Regions from separate parts of the Sus scrofa genome. Here region 2 is linked to region 1. Evidence: chromatin contacts called from public HiChIP or PLAC-seq data. All regions are on one chromosome and are shown on one strand. The core of a region is the stretch at or near the end of the contact, and the rest is flanking DNA. Distances in the headings are between cores, read along the strand shown. Region 1 overlaps STIM1 (stromal interaction molecule 1). Region 2 overlaps STIM1 (stromal interaction molecule 1).

Region 1 (2,700 bases), core at 151-2,650:
CCTGTGTGTTTCTGAGCTTTCCTGCCCGTCACCTGCTGGTAGTCTGCGAGTTCCTTGGGGCCAGGGCACGAGATTCATTTATCCCTGTAGCCTCATCCTTAGCTTAGAGCCTGACCGGAGCAGGTACTTAGCAAAGGTGGAAAGGAGAGGAAAGGGGAAGAGGAAAGGGAGGTTTTAGCAGGAAAGGGAGGCAAGATATAAAATGAATGGGGAAGGAAAATACCAGCCCCTGGGACCAAGAGGAGTAAGCTAGCTGTCCTGCACAACCCCCGCACCAGCTCGGCTCTCACAACCCACTTCATACCACTGGAGGGCCAGTGTAGGAGTTCTGATTGTGGTGCAGCGGAAACAAATCCAACCAGGAACCATGAGGTTGTAGGTTCGATCCCTGGCCTCGATCAGCGGGTTAAGGATCCGGCGTTGCCGTGAGCTGTGGTGTAGGTTGGAGACGCAACTCGGATCTGGTGTTGCTGCGGCTGTGGTACAGGCTGGTAGCTACAGCTCCGATTAAACCCCTAGCCTCCATATGTCACAGGTGCGGCCCTAAAAAGACAAAAAAAAAAAAGAAAAAAAAAATAGCCAGGGTAACAGAAGACCACGGCGCTCTCATGAACACAGACATGGCTAGCTAGGTGAACAGCGCTAACCAGGGGAAGCTGGTTAGGACCTGGGAAGCCAGAGGGTGGCAGAATTCCCAGCCTGAGTGCTACAAATAGATTTTAGCAAAATGAGGTCAACTGTTAGCACAATCAGGCTTCAGGCGCGGGAGGAGGGTGTAAACAAATGAGATGCTGACGTGTGAACAGAGTCAGGGGTAATGGTGAGAACGTGCAGGGTGCCAGCTGGCCTCCAAATCATGATCACTTTCTGGAATGCCCTCTCCGACCTGGTCCCTCCACCTCTCCACTGCCCACAGAACCGCGGGTCCGGCAGATAGAGCCACGCGCCCCTTACTGCCAAAGTATGTGCTAGGAATGGCTTTTGTCATTTATACAGCCTTCTGGGCTGAGAAGTCTGTTTAACTTGTAAACAGACTGGGCTCTACTCCCTGGCGGTTGTAGCCAAAAAAAAAAAAAAAAAAAAAAAGCCTTAGCTGCCTCACCCATCCACGACCCTCCATAGGAAGCAGTTGTCCCCACAACCAAGCTGGACCACACTTTTCTTCCACCTGCCCCAAGCCCGCAGCCCCGGAAAGGCCCAGCCTCCTTCGGGATAACTTCTAGCATTCATTTCCTGGCACCTGCTCCCTGCCAGGCCTTGGGCTGAGGGCTGATGACAGATGATCAGACATTTCCACCGTCAAGGAGTTCCCAGCGTAAAGAGTAACAGATGGGGAAACAGATTGTTAGAAAGACAGCAGGTACAATCATTCGCTGTGCACCGGAAACTAACACCACGCCCATAAGCCCATCTGCTTCCCAGGGGCGGGGGCATCCGAAACGACAGCAACAAAGAGCTGCAGGTCCCCCGAGGACAGGAAGGGGCTAGATCGGCATCCTGGGCAAGGCTTGAAGGGCAGGCCAGACGAACACGACAAGAGGGAGAAAGAGGGAAGGCAGAGCTGGCAGAGCCCAGAGCCCGCTTGCCAGAGGCAGCCACTCCTATGTCCTGAGAGCTTTGCCTCACATCTGAGCCACCCTGGAAGGAACACAAGGTGTGGCCACCTTTCCCCTTCACCACTGCCCCCCACCCAAGAACTACCGTGCAGGCCTCTCTCCACCCCTTCTCAACACCCCTGCTGGAAGCACAAAGTGCACACAGGCCCAGCCCGGGACTGGCCTCAGGGGGCCTATGCCAACAGGAGCGGCCGTGCACGCAGGGGAAATGCGGAGAGAACCTCAGGAACCGGCCTGAGGTCACGGGGCCGTGGGTTTGCTTGATTTCGGAGCCGGAACCCTTATATCTTGTCTCCTCTACCCAGAGTGGAGGGCAGGATAACACAGTAGAAAAGAACGTTGAAATCTAAGTTAAAGACCTAGGAGTGTGTCAGGGCTCCACTATTTAAAAGGTGAACAACCTCTAAAACCTCCACCTCTGGTGCCTCCGCATCACCTGAGCCTCAGTCTGCCCCTCAGTACATCACCAGCTGCCGCGGGGAGGCAGCAGCTTCGACCCCAACCTGAACATGGCCTGGGGGCCTCCGTGCTCGGAGCACACCTAGGCCCTGCCTCCCGGCGCTGTCAGCAGAGCCCCAGGAGGGCCAGCCTGGAGCCAGCTCTGCAGGTGGAAAAGACCGGAAGGCACTCGGGCTGCTCTGTGGCCGCATGAGGAGGACCAGGCTGCCTTCCACTGTCAGCAAATGGACCCAGGAGCTCCCGCCATGGCTCAGCGGTAACGAACACCACTAGTGTCCTTGAGGACGAAGGTTTGATCCCTGGCCTCGCTCAGTGGGTTGAGGATCCGGCATTGCCGTGCGCTGTGATGTAGGCCCCAGACTCGGCTCGGATCCTATGTTTCTGTGGCTGTGGTGTAGGCGGGCAGCTATAGCTCCAATTCGACCCCTCGCCTGGGAACCTCCATATGCCATGGGTTCGGCCCTAAAAAGACAGACAGACAGACAAAGAAAGAGAGAGAGAGAGAGGAAGGAAGGCGGGCAGGAAGGAAACAGAGCCTGAGGTGGCCCTGGGCAGATTCAGCCGATTCCTCTTCCCTCCCCAGCTCTGAGGCTGCTGTGGGCAGGGGGTCCTGCTCACTCCGTGG
Region 2 (2,700 bases), core at 67-2,566, 150 kb after region 1:
CCATATGCCGCGGGAGTGGCCCAAGAAATAGCAACAACAACAACAACAAAAGACAAAAAGACAAAAAAAAAAAAAAAATTTAAACATAGAATTACCATATGGCCCAGCAATTCTACCCCTGGTATCTACCCCCCAAGAAGTGAAAACAGATACTCAAACAAGTACATGTACCCACATGTTCACAGCAGCACTCCTGACAATAACCAAAAGGCAGAATCAGCCCAAATGTCCATTAACAGATGAGTGGATAAATACATTGCCAATAAAAAGGAATGAAATACTGCTTTATTCTACATGCTACATGCTACAACATGGATGAACCTCTAAAATATTATGCTAAGTAAAAAAGGCCAGACACAAATATGTGATTCCATTCATAAGAAATATCCAGAATAGGTAAATCCGCAGAGACAGAACGCAGCTTGGTAGCTGCAAGGAGACGGGGATGGGGCTGGGGGCAACAGGAACCACTGCTTAAGGTATTGGTTTCCTTTGGACGTGGTTTGGAATCGGATAGAGACGGTGGTTGTAAAGCACTGTGAATGCACTAAAAACCACTGAATCATGTGTGTGAATGGTCAATGTTATGTGAATTTCACATCAATTTTTTTTTTCAAAAGATGACTGTCTCAGGCATTATACTCTGAAAGGAAAAACTCAAAGCGACCTGGCGTTTCCCTATCCACCTGCTCCTTCTTGACCTTCCGGGAAGCCTGCCCTCCCGTCCTGCCATCACAGCAACAGGGATGTTGCCTTGCTCTCATTTTCAAATCGTTTCCTAGGTCAGGCCATGTAAAGTCGCTAATGAGAAAGCAAACTCCCTTTGAAACAGGTCCATGTGTACCTGTTCCCTTTCCCCTAGAGCAGGTCACAGGCAGAGAGCAGGATGCACGCCTTCCCTTGAAGCAGCAGGTTGGAGCTGTCTGCGTAGGGAGTCAGAGTCTGAGTGGCCAGGGAGACCAAAGACACACGCCTCACACAAGGCCTGAATCAGATTTATTTTTCCTTGGGGAAAGGGTGGGGGTTCAAGAGAAATAGAGAAGTATTTAACAAACAACTCGGAAGCAATATCTGGTTTCCGAACTAACTAAACTCCCTCAATAATAACTGGGTTCTTGACCTTTCAGAAGCAACAATTCTGATGCCCACGTCTTTCAGAAGAACATAAAAGACTTTACTCCCCAAGTTTGACACGGAGGCCAGGCCTCAGCAGCCCACATGCTGTTTTCATTGCCCTTGGGAGGCAGACCTGGAGGCCAGAGTCTTTGGGCCCAGCCTTCACGCTCAGCCATAAGGCTCCGATACAGCAGACACATCATCACTGAAGCCCCGAGCTCACTCACGCCACAGGGAGTGACCTGCCAGGGCCACAGGCACCTCCTCCACAGGCTCCTCATGCCTTAGAGCCACACTGACAATAAAGTCCACCCACAGGTACTTCCTTTCACCCAGGGCCATTAGGTGGCCCTTAAGCACATTCTTGCCAGAGCCCTAAGCCTGATAAGGACTTGCCCGGGGCCACGAGGCCAACACACAAAGGCAAGGCCAGATTTTAAACTCTGGTCTGCGTGCTTCCAAACGTCACGCCATCGCACAGGCCAGCACCACGAATCCCGCCCCAACAGGTCCGTGTGTCCAGGAGAAAATGCTCCGATCACTCAAAATAAATCAATGCTTCTAGTTTAACATTAATTTAACAGTAATTCTCAGAGACAGTAACAGGCAGTAACAACCCAGAGTACCGACACCCCGAGAGGCACCTGAGAGTGCTATCCGGGCCGCTCCACCCTTCTCCAGGACACCGATCTAGCTTCCTGAAAACCCAACCATCTGTGCTCTGCCTTGGATAGCCCTTGAAGGCAAGAGGAGAAACGCCCAGGAGAAACACAATTGCGGAAGGCATGGCAAACAAAACACCATGCCAGGAGTTCCTGTCGTGGCGCAGCGGAAACGAACCCAACTAGTATCCATGAGGGTATGGGTTCGATCCCTGGCCCCACGCAGTGGGTTAAGAATCTGGTGTTGCCGTGTGCTGTGGGGTAGGTCGAGGATGCAGCTCAGATCCCAGGTCGCTGTGGCTGTGGTGTAGGCCAGCAGCTGTAGCTCAGATTCGACCCCTAGCCTAGGAACCTCCAAGTGCCGCAGGTGCTGCCCGAAAAAAAAGAAAAAAAAGAAAATCAACAGACCTGAGACCCAGTCTCAGTTCTGCCCCTAATTACTTATATGACCCTGGGAGGTCATCTGCCTTCTTTGAATCTGTTTTCTCTGCTATAATATGCAAATAACAATTCCCTCCCATCATACCTCACAGGTTTGCTATGGACATAAGAAGCACAAAACAGGTCTTGAAGGTGAGAGTGCTTTGAAAAGTGCAAAGCACAAATTAATCTGAGGGGTCATTATGACATGACTACCACAGGCTGGCTGGAGAGAAGATTCATGCCCATGAAACAATTAGAAGGTGAAAGAGTAGTTAATTCAGTGCCCAGTTACATGGCACAAACTAAGAAGATTACGGTCAGGAGAGGGGTAGTCTCTGGGATTGGTCAGAGACACTGCATAGAAAGAAGGCCAGGGCTGAAGGGGATACAGAGCAACACGGCAGCAAAAGCTTGTAGCCAGGGAGGGCAAAGGGCGGCCTCGCAATAGGAGCATAGCGGGGCGGGATCAGACGCCGGGTGGTGGGAGGCCAAGGTCAGG

What was found. HiChIP or PLAC-seq counts read pairs in DNA pulled down with a chosen protein or histone mark.
Region 2: an H3K27ac HiChIP or PLAC-seq map of skeletal muscle shows a contact between it and region 1. The contact joins two enhancer-like sites. A contact is called at or near these places in 2 of 47 Hi-C or Micro-C datasets (both in liver) and 2 of 2 datasets of contacts at active chromatin or transcription factors (alveolar macrophages and skeletal muscle).

The regions. Positions count from the first base shown.
Region 1 is chr9:6,093,556-6,096,255 of Sscrofa11.1, forward strand. All of the region lies in intron 5 of STIM1 (stromal interaction molecule 1), which reads right to left. Among named protein-coding and RNA genes, the nearest start is that of RRM1, 30 kb to the left of the region's middle. Within about 2 kb of position 1,401, at least 42 of the 83 cell types and tissues checked have an H3K27ac peak or open chromatin away from gene starts, as enhancers often do. A contact at or near this core is called in liver and skeletal muscle, where this site is marked.
Region 2 is chr9:6,243,740-6,246,439 of Sscrofa11.1, forward strand. The region is part of intron 1 of STIM1 (stromal interaction molecule 1); the gene reads right to left. Among named protein-coding and RNA genes, the nearest start is that of STIM1, 24 kb to the right of the region's middle. Within about 2 kb of position 1,317, at least 9 of the 83 cell types and tissues checked have an H3K27ac peak or open chromatin away from gene starts, as enhancers often do. A contact at or near this core is called in liver and skeletal muscle, where this site is marked.